2 separate regions of the Zea mays genome follow, and region 1 is linked to region 2. The links are chromatin contacts, called in public Hi-C maps. All regions are on one chromosome and are shown on one strand. Each heading gives the region's core, a stretch centred on a gene start, on an enhancer-like site or on the middle of the called end of the contact. The rest is flanking DNA. Distances are from core to core; before and after follow the strand shown.

Region 1 (5,631 bases), core at 1,055-3,554, 300 kb after region 2:
ATTGGGAGAAAAAACAAGAATACCTAAAGTGGCCATGACAGCAGCGAAGATGATAATGCCTACAGGCTGTACCCTCAGTTTGCCAATGGGGTACTTGTAGACATTGATGCTCTTCATTGACAGATGTGTGAACCAAAGGATACCACCAGCCATGAGATCAAGCAGTGAATCCAGTGTTGAGGCAGCTATAGCAATTGATCCACTTTTTATTGTAGCGTATACCTGTGGGGGGAAATAGTCTAATCATCGTACAGGAGTTCATGCATTTGAATTGAAAAGCAGGGGAGGAACCAACCTTCAACGCTAAGAGAACAATGTTTGCATAATTTGATATCTTCATAGCAAATTCACTCTGGATTTGCTCCGCAAGCTCCTCATCCTCGTTGATTTCATTGGATTCTTCTAGTGAGTCAACTTCCTCAAAGGACCTCAATGTGGCAAATTGTTTCTCATAGTACTCTCTCTCCCCTAAATAATAGGCACAAAAAGCACAACACTTTGTTAGATTGTCGATCATATAGAATTAAAGATATATAAGAAGCTTTTAAAAGGAAAGGCGTAAGCTCTACTGCTAATACATTCGAAATAGTCTATCTCAATCTCAACAAATAATATGACATGAAAGAGTATTATTAATAATATAAGGCTAGAAAATTATGATAGAAATACAACATACATCAAACGTTATAACATATTTCAAATATTTTCTCCGTCCCCAAAAAGTTGGCATTGTCTAGATTCATAGCTAATGTGTCAACTATTTTAGGACAGATGCAGTAAATAACAAGAACGGTATTGAGGCAATTAAGTTGGTATATACTAGCAAGGCTAAGATAAAAGAAATCTCAGTTATTTAAACAAATATCGAGTAAGGAAAACCTAAGGATCAAAAAATAAGACCAAAATTGCAAAAAAAAAAAGTCTTGTGTATGATTGAAACCTGTTTTCTCTATGAGCGCAGAATTCTATTTCATTCAGGAGAAGGAAAAAAATCTGCTATCCTTCAAGATATTCAGTAAAAGGGTGGCGAATAATAGGCACTAGCCACTAGGCAGATCCAGAACGTCGTACTCCATATAGATACTGCAATTAGAAACAGGCTGGTACTGTATAATATCCATGTTTCAATCCTACATAATACTAAGTATTCCAACTTCAGTCAAAGATCCAAAAGATAATACAGAGATCAAAGCTGTGGAGTGAGTGCAGACTGCAGAGCTGCAGGCCCCAGAAAAAAGAGGAAAATAATGAACCATATGCAATCACGGACGCACAGTTAAAAAAATTACTTTAGTTTCAGGGAGAGAAAGGTGCCCCAGGGCCAGGAGGCCAGGAGGCCAGGACACTGCCTGCTACGTGGTATCTGTAAAACTCGTTTGCATGCCTGCTGTAGAACATAAGAAAGTAACAACGTTATCTTTCGGGATTTGGACAAAAACAAACACCATGTTCCATAGCTTCACGGTTGGATGTACAGAGAATCCAACAAACCACCTAGAAGGCCAGAGCCATGACCAGAGAACAAAGTCACAAACACGCCGAAAAGGTAATTCCTCCACCAAATATGTAGAGAATATAAGCTATCTATTTTACAAAGAAACATGCACACAAGAAGCACCAAGTGATAGTGAAGTCACGAGCTGTTCAATCATAAAAGTAAGGGAAATCCTAGGAACCCAGAAAAGTCTGCGGAGGATCAAGAATAAGTGTCCGGGTCATCCACAGAAGCATCGAATAATCTACGACAACTCCAGAATCTAGGTTCAAAAGCACATCAATCATATCACCAGGATAGTCTGTAGATAAAGTGCCCGATAGTAACGCCAGCTTTGATGCACAATTACCAGATTAAGAAAATGAAACGCCTATAAAGATTGTAGGGACAGAGTGAACCAACCAACGGCAAAGGAAAACAACCCAAGAATGCGGCGAGTGGCTGGGATCACGGGTTGAACCTTCGAGGAGGCCCTTGGAGCGGGAGAAGTCGACGTGCGACGGGCGCTCGGGGTCGACGGCGTCGAGCACCTTCTTGGGCAACCGCGACACGAACTCCCCGCGCATGGACGCGACGGAGTTGCGCCGCCGCCCAGGCCCGGCCAGGAGCGGCGCCCGCGCGTCGTCATTCTCCCCGCACCCGTTCGCGTCCATCCCTCGCGCCCCCTACGCTCTGCTCGACTGCTCCTCCCTCGGTCGCCGCCTCGCCTCGCCTCGCCTACCCCTCGCGATTCCGTCGCGGTCGTGTGTTCTCCTCCCCCGCCCGTCCGCGTCCGTCCTGCCGCCTAGCTCAAGTAGGGTGGGAAATGGCAAGGACGCCCCGTACCCGCGCGTTCTGCGCCGCGCGGTCGCGCTCGCGCCTGCCTATAAAACGTGGGCTGTGCCGGGACTGGGAGGCGTAACGCAAAACGGGCACGGGCGGGGTCGGCGCACGGCTCCTGCACCGCGAGATCGCGCGGCCGACGGCTCAGATCGTACTGCCAGAACCGTTGGCGCAACCGGTGTCTTCAGATTTGTTTACGCATATCTATACGTCGACATAAAATAAATTTAGTAACGTTATCGTTTATTTCTAGTGATATCTGCTCCCGCGTCCACGACTCCACGTCCACCGGAAAGGAATCATTCTTCTATTAAGCTCGCGTCCACCGGATTTCTTTTGATACGAATGTCTGATCTGACGAGACCACACGTACGCGTCCGATTGATGAGATTTCGTCTAAAATCCATGGCTACTAAAAGAAAAAAAATATTATATCAAAGACAAATCGCAAAGTTCAATTGTGTGGACGTCTTTTTCTTTTAGCCTAAGTGAGTTTTAGTTTCTGTGCATGTGCGTTTCTCTATTCGACACGATAATAGGTTTAAACCTTTCGTTTCATAAAAGATGGCTTGAACTTTCGCCAGGCATTGTCTTTTTGTACACTAGATTTAGTACAATGAGTTTGCGTTTCAATCTCAAAATAAATTAAAAAAATGTTAGCACGCTGCACGCAGCTAGCAGGATGGCACAACGCTAAGGGCCGAGGTCCAAGGTACATGTAGATCTATACGGTTCTTGGCTAAGAACCGAACCGGACGGCACAACGCTACCCTGAATATGTACAGACGAAATGGTAATCAGACTGGTCCACTGTTTCCATGTCCTGTTTCTCAAGAAGGAGGCGTATAGGAGCCCTTGTTGCCAGCTCTACAGACTGCAGACAGCAAACAAGTGCCCTGCTCTCACCTATGATTTTTTTTCAAGATGCGCACACTCCACGATCACAGAGACACATCCAAAAATTCGTCAAGCTATTGATCGTGTTCACTTGCTCGGGATCGTTTCTCTTACGATGCATGTTTGATGTGCATATTTCTCTGGAAAAATACAAAGTACGCTTTCAATTTCAGACTAGATCAACATAGTTAGCATCCAGTCCGTTCTAATAAATATAAGCAGGCAGTCCACACATGATGTTTTCAGCTTATAATGACTGGACGGTGTCAGTGTCACCTAGGGGAGGGAGGAAGATCCCGACAACAGCAAGCGTCATTGCCGTCTGCTACACGCCTTGTCCGATCGACCCGGACCGGGAGTTTCCCGGGCATTTCCACCGTCGTTGTCTGTAATTTATCGATATTGTTCGGCGCAGTTAAATTGAAAACGGCTGAGATTTGTCGAAAGCACAGAAGTTGAAAACGTAACATACCGTCCTTGTCTGAAATTTATCGATATTGTTCGGCGCTTGTCTTCTTCAGAACCGAGCCAGCAAGACTGCAAGAGCTCCATCTAAACCGATGAGAACCGTGCTAGAATAGAATGGCATTATTTAAAAAAAAATATGAAGGGAGCTAGTATTTGACTATTTGCCTCTTGTTCATCACACGATCCGTGCGTCTAGATAGTTTTCTCGCTTCCTTTTTATTATAATGCGTTGGTTAAGGTCAATCTAGGCAAGGTTTCATCGTCGAGCAGCATTATCCAAATGGCATCGTCGTCTGAACTAGCACTAGCAGGCTGGCAATCATTTTTCTGACGAGATCAAAGCATTGCCAACCAGCCGTGCATTTGATATTGTGTAAAGAAACAATTCAGTAGGCTTTGCATACAACCTGTTGAGGCCTTGATTGCCGCCGTAATCCCTGTTATTGCAGTTGGCTGCTCTAATCCCTGTTGTTGCAGTTGACCTAATTTTGGAAACCCCGAGCTATCTAATGGCCAGCTGCTGTTCTCATAAACCTACTATTGGGCTGGCGTTTACTAGACCGGAGCGGAGAGTCATCGGTGGGGGGAAAAAAACTTAACGAACTACTCAAATATTGTTTGTGGGCAGGGGTGATAATGAACTCTAAATTGTATGCTATAAAATTGAAGAATCGAATCGGATTAAGATCGAACTGTATTTCTATTCATTTTTTAATTAATATATTTTTAGGGACCTAACGAATTATGAATAAACATTTGTATCGCGGTACATTACTACCCATATTTGCAGGTTGGTATAGATCCTCTACACTAGCAGATTAACAGTAACCAGGATAGAATTAATCTTAATCGTCTAATCGCGTCTTTGATTGGGGAATCGATTTTATACACCATAGATTCTAACACATTTTTGTAACCCTGCTATAGCCTAAACTAGCAAAGATCGTTTGTGATTTTGCTAGCTATGTGGCATCAAAGAAAAAGTTCAGGCACACTGAGATAGTTTATTCAGGGCCTCCATTTGTCACCATTTGAGATTCAGAGTACTCAGCGAACCACAAATCAATTCGTGAGTAGAATAAATAACTGGGTAGCAAAAGTCAGACCATGTTTGCAACCGCTCGCATAGTCCGACTCAGAAAAGGCCATTTGAGTTTTTGCTAGCAGCAAGGATAAATGTACGGTGTGTTTGGTTTAAGGAATTATTCTATACCTCAAAATTGATGAAATGGGGTCTATTTTAAGAGAACATATCTTGTGCACATGAAAGTTTTGTGCATATGGTGCACATATTAAATCTGCACCACTTATTTTAGATTTAACATCTCTAGTTGTTTGTGTATTTTGTTAAAGACATCCTCCGACGTGATGGAAGGTGTTATTTGTAAATTGCAATGATCAACGAGAGACGTGAGATCTAAAATGGATAGTGATGATTTAATATGTGCATCATGTGCACTAAACTTACATGTGCACCAGATATGTCCTCCTATTTTAAATACTAGTATGGATTATGAAAAACAAGATGATAATCATTCCACAAATCAAATAAAAAAGTAAGGAATGAGTAGATGATATATTGACTCGTTCCTCAAACCAAACAGGTCAGTCACAAAAAAATTATAGTTTCAAAGAGAAGTTGAGTTATCTTACTACTACAGAGAATAAATATTCAGGACTTGCGCAACCACTGCTCTGGGCATTTTTCTTGAGATTCAATGTTCTCATATGTAGCTCGCGTATGGACTTTCTACTGAACCGAAGTTGAAGTTACTGAACTTGAAAGTACTGGACGACTCGATCGGTGGTGGGTAAACCGTAAACATTACATGCCTTGAATCAGGAATATGTCCATCCAGGCCCTGTGCCCCTGTCATGTGACTGATGCTCCCATCGAAGTCATAGTTTCGTGAGAAATCGATCCAAAGGTGAGGTTGCTTCGATTTTTT
Region 2 (5,657 bases), core at 460-2,959:
ACACCAACTAAACGCTAATCAAAGGGTGACTGACCGTCTGGTGGGTTTAGCATCTAGGAAACCAATGGCTGGCTCAATGGAACAAGTATACCTGGTGAAGAAGAGCAAGGCCATGAAACTGGACAAGTGGAGCTCTTGATTGCACAGCTTCCTGAACTTCGTTGCTCCATCTTTTCACAATTTCTGGGTTTGCCTGTAGAGTGTAGACAAACTCACAAAAGATACAGTTAACCAACCTTAAACAAGAGATCGGTATATATGCATAGAATTATGCTAGTACCTGGGCCAGGTGGATGCCACTAACAAGAGAAGCACTAGCAACCACTGGGTTCTTGTCAACAATAGCTTGCTTCAAATATCTCTCAATTTGAGTTAGTAGGGTACCATCAATTATTCTACAAAGAACTCTAATAGCATTGGCACGGTACATATCTGTCTTGCTATTCATGTCCTTCATCAATGAGCTTGTGACTATGATGACCTATTACAATCATAAAGCTCAACCATCTTTTAATTAGATTAGAAGGCATCAAAAACATTGTATTCATCTGAAAACATCATTTATTTAACCTCATCTGACGATGGAGAAAGTTCTTTGATCATTAAGTACACTAGCCTCCTAAGACCAGCATCACTAGACTGGAATAACTTTGTTACTGCAAAGAAGACTTCCGTGGCCTCAACCTGTAACAGAAACATGCACAATTGAATTTTCTCCCCAATCAAACAGTTTTGCTTCTCTGTACAAATGTGTGCACACAGAAACTACAAAACTTTTACTACTATGCATTTTTTTACTACGGTACCTTGGTGAATGTCTCTCCTTGATTAAGTAAATATAATAGCTTGATGATGACCTGCAACAAAGTTCCAAACAGGGCAGGAAGCAGAGAAGAAAGCAAAGAAAATAAGAGGGTCAAATTATGTCTCAAAAACTCAGGTTACAAAGAATGACAAAATGGGAGAAAGTGCAAGGAATTCTTACTTGCGAACATCGTCTCACATCAAGCTGTGGATCATGGAAAGCTCGTGCCTCCTGCAGAACAGACCCCTTCTCGATCCCAAAGAATGGTGAATACTCGACTGATTAAAACATCCACCAGTCAATAAAGATGAGACAACTTGGAAGCATTTTACAAGCTTAATTGGATTGAATCTATAAAAAGACCAGATGACAGATTAATTTCAAACAAAGTGGGGTATGCTTAGGAACATGGCTATAGTAGTGTTACAGGAAGGAGGCAAATAGGCTAGGGAAGGGATCTAAACGAGAATATTGTTCGTGAGTCATGAAGCTCCAATGATGGAAAACCCAGATTCCATTGACTGGGTTAGATAGGTCGCACGACGCCGTAAACAAACGCAGTCCAGATCCACATAACTGCGAGCTCCCACCCCAATTCCCAAATAAACCCCGACGATCTGTCCAACCAGCGAAGTCTCGGAAATAAATCCGCAGCACCACTACCGCCGCGGATAACAACACGAATTACGGAGATACGACGAGATCGCGCTAGATCCGGCACACTAGAACGGGCAGAGGCACTCAGATCGTAGCCGCGGGAAAGCAGCAGGAGGCACGTAGGTTGGGTTTAGAGGGGGAGAGTGGAGGGGTGGATAACCATCTTCGTCGTCGTCGTCCTTCTTCATGTACGGATGCGCCATCTCCGGTACGGCGAGGTCGCCGACGACGAGTGAGCGAGGCATGCGACACAGCCGACGTATACACTGGGGTGCTGGTGGGTGGCGATGTGCAGTGTGCTTGGCTGGGAAAGGGTAGGGCCGTAGGGCGATGGTCCGATACTCCGATGGACGACCAGGACGAGTACGAGACCGTTTCGCCCGGGGTCCGGAGGCAACCGGGTGGTCGTGCTGCCGGTGCGGTGCGGTGGTGGGTTGATCGGTCGTCGATATAGGTGTATATTTGGGCGTCCGGTCCGGCCCAAGTCTGAAAAGATCCGTATTGTTTGAATTTTGGGTTGTATCGGACCGATCCATGAGTCTAGCCTTCGGCCCACGGTCCGGCCCGTAATTGCTTAAATGTGCCGGGCTCATTTCGGACGGCCCGAAATTATAAAAGCCCGAAATTCACATTATGGTCCGAAATTCATTTTTTGGCCCGAAATTCAGTTTTTTGCCCAAAATTCACATTAGAGCCCTAAATTCAAAAAAATAATAAAACAAATAAAAGATAAGACAAATAAATTTGAACAAATTTAAACTTAATATTTGTATTAAAGTTACCACAGCTATGCAATGACTAGCTCGTTTATAAATCATTTTGTTAGAAGGAAAAAGAGTATAATCAACTCTATACAAAGTTCATAAGTTCAGTTTATTGTCTAATGTTTATAACAAAAGTAAAATTACATCACACACTCTAATTCAAAGCTACAAAAAATATCTAACTAGCATTATCTTTATCTTTGTGTTCTTTATCAAGTATATGAAAGTGTGGAATGAAGTGTAGCTTTAATAAATATATGGGTCTTTTCGTGCCTCTATATATGGGTGCGGTGGGTGGGTTGATCGGTCGTCGTCGACAGGTACTATGGGCTAGGGGTGGATATCGAGCCAGCTCGGTTTGTTATAGCTCGGTAATCAAACGAGCTAGCTCAGCTCGGTTCGTTAATGGGGTGTTTAGTTTGAGTAATGAGCTAGTCCATCATCTTCTCACTCCTAACTTTTTTGTTTGGTTTGTGGAATGAATAGGTTGATACATCACCACTCCATTCCTCATAGTTAATTAATTAGTACTAATATGTGGAATGGAGTCATCCCACCAAATTTAAGGAATGGACTCATGATGCACCACTTAATTTTGGATGGAGTGGTTCCTCAACCCAAACACCCCCATAAAGTAGCGAGCTAGGAACCACGCTCAGCTCGACTCGTTTTGTAGCTCGAGCCAGCTCGTTTGACTCGCGAGCCATACATAACAAAACATGGCATGGCTTGAAAAAAAACAGCAGAAGTTGAATTTAAATTCTCAATCACACACAATGACACAACATGAGTAACAACATGTAGATTAAGACATTCACACTGATAACATGACTACATTAGTCCATATTTCATTATCCATAGCCATAGCCCATAGGACTAGGAGTATATCAGTCCATCACACATTAACAGTTAACACTGATAATAGTTTATGACAGTTCAGACTTTAGATTCTTAATAAAAACAGTAAAGGACTCAAAAGTTCCCTGGCCATGAAAATGCCTCGATTTGTCTTCTGAACCTTCAATCTTTTTATGCCTCGATTTGTCTTCTGAGCCTTTGACACATGATTGCCCTCCGATTCCTCCCCCTCCTCCTCCTCCTCCGCATCATCATCATCATCCCTTCCTCCTCCCCCACATCAGCATCATCATATAATTCATCATTCATGTCGATCAAAATCTCTTCCTCTTCTTCATTTCTCACATGCTGCACATTAACCAATTCATTATTTCTCAACTAATGATCAGTCCAAATACAACATTAGCTAGTGAACACAGAACACACCTTTTCTATAGATGTACATGTAGCTACCACAACAGGAATTTGAGTTGTCGATTGAGAGCCAGAACCTCGACGAACTTGGCCCCGCCGACGATTACCTTGCATAGCTGATGGTAATGGCTTCTTCCCCATTATTTTAACCCTTGATCCGCGACTTGCAGGTGATGGACGCACTTGTTTGTGGACTTCCTTCTTGTGGTGCTCGTCCTCCATCACTTCAACGGCGGTCAGCAGTGGCCGTCATAGGCTCGCAGCGTCTGTGCGCAGTGCGCGGGCGCACGGCGGTCGGCGGTGGACCGTCGCAGCGTCTGGGCTGGTTGCACCAGCGTCGGCAAGGTTTAGGGTGGCGGGTGGCGGCTAGGCGGCTAGGGTTAGGGTTTGAAGAACGTCCGGCGGTCCGGCCGCCATTCGGGATTCCGCTGTGTCTGTATGTGTGCCTTAGCGTGTCTGCGTGAGTGCGACTGCGTGTGGTGTGGCCGAGTGGGCTTAGCGCCTTAGCGTGTGGTGACTGGTGTGGCCGTGTGGGCTTAGGAGGGAGTTGCCGAGTGGGCCGCTTTAGCCTTTAGGTGACCGTGTTGCGCACTTGCGCTATGCCTGACCCATTCTGTGTGGTTGGCTCGCGAGCCAGCTCGCGAGTTGGCTCGAGCTAGCTCATTTTAACACCGAGCTACAATGTTGGCTCAGCTCGCTACAAAATAAAAACGAGTCGAGCGAGTTATCGAGCCACGAGTATTTTGTCCAGCCCTATACTGGGCCTCGGGGCCTCACCGTGATGCAACGCTGGATTCTAGGTAGTGTTTGGTTATATATATATATATATATATATATATATATATATATATATATATATATATATATATATATATATATATATATATATATATAGTTTGGTAGGATAGAACCGCTCCATTCTAGCAGTATGGATGTTTGTTTGGATCCAAATAGAACAGAGCTATCACACGTCCTTTTTCGCGCATGGGTCCCTCCTCCCTCGAGACTAGTGTTGGTAATTGGGCTGGGCTAGGCCGGCCTAATCCAGGTCTACCAGGCTTCGGGTCAAACGGACTCAGGCTAAAAAGTTTTAAAAAATTTGGATCGTCTCGTGTCAGTCTAAAAAGTAGAAATAGTGGTCCAATCTGGTCCCAAAGCAAGTCGTGACTTTGTTAGGCCGTGTCGGTCCAAGCCCGGCTATATATCTGAACCACATAATATCTAAATAGTACAATCACATAATGTCCATAGGATACTAAACAATACTAGCATCATTTGACCATATAAAGTCTAAATATTACAGCCACATAAAGTCTATAGCTTACTAAACTAAAAAATTAAACAGGTTGGGTTTCGTTGGGCCATGCCAGCCCAAGCCCGGCCCATGTGTGCGGGCCGTGTCGGGGCCTCACGGGTCGAAATTTGAGGCCTGGTCTAGGCCCGACTTCAGGTCGTGCTAGCCCAGCCCATATTATTCCATGTCAGGTCGTGCTTTGGACTCTTGTTTTTTGTTGTTCTCGTGCTGTCTTAAAAAAATCGGGCCATATTTCGAGCACTGCTCGAGACTACAGCAGGTGGACACATTTTAATATAAAACAAGAGAGTGTTTGGTTTCTATGGATTAATTTTTAGTCACTCTATTTTATTCCATTTTAGTTTCTAAATTATCAAATATAAAAACTAAACCTCTATTTTAGCGAACGGACGAACGAACCATGAACGATCGGACGAACCATGAACGATCGGACGAACGAACGGACAAACTAAGAACAGGGGGACGAACGATCGAAGAACGACCGAACGATCATTGTGCTAGTGGGTGCTTATGTGGGAGGTGGAGTGGGAGTGGGCGTGTGGGGGGGAGGGAGTTGCCATGAAATGGCTTGGGTGGGATGAGAGGAGGCCCTTGCCCCTCTATTTATAGCCATGGTGGGGGATTAGGGGGAGGGATGAGATGATTAGTGGAGGATGAGAGGATTAGTGGGAGATTAGCATGGATTTGTCTTATATGAGTGTAATTAGCTTGTAGAGCTCAACGTATGACACCGGAGGCATACGTATACGTGTGAGCATGAGGAAAGTTATGAAGAAAATATTTGTAGGGACTTCAAAAATGATTTTGAAGGTATTTCTGAGGAAGAAAATACTTAGAGATATAT

What was found. A called contact is a pair of places that touch in the nucleus more often than the background predicts.
Region 1: a Hi-C map of ear shows a contact between it and region 2, with 2.3 times the contacts expected there. The contact joins the promoter of LOC100381541 here to the promoter of LOC100279780 in region 2. A contact is called at or near these places in 2 of 25 Hi-C or Micro-C datasets (ear and tassel).

Annotation. Positions count from the first base shown.
Region 1 is chr1:31,046,660-31,052,290 of Zm-B73-REFERENCE-NAM-5.0, forward strand. It overlaps LOC100381541, which reads right to left and starts at 2,305. Exons shown (of 7, transcript NM_001174369.1): 1 at 1,956-2,305; 2 at 296-468; 3 at 24-222. The coding sequence starts at 2,148.
Region 2 is chr1:30,751,709-30,757,365 of Zm-B73-REFERENCE-NAM-5.0, forward strand. LOC100279780 reads right to left here and starts at 1,710. Exons shown (of 18, transcript NM_001152738.1): 1 at 1,623-1,710; 2 at 986-1,083; 3 at 807-857; 4 at 571-684; 5 at 281-481; 6 at 92-193. The coding sequence starts at 1,707.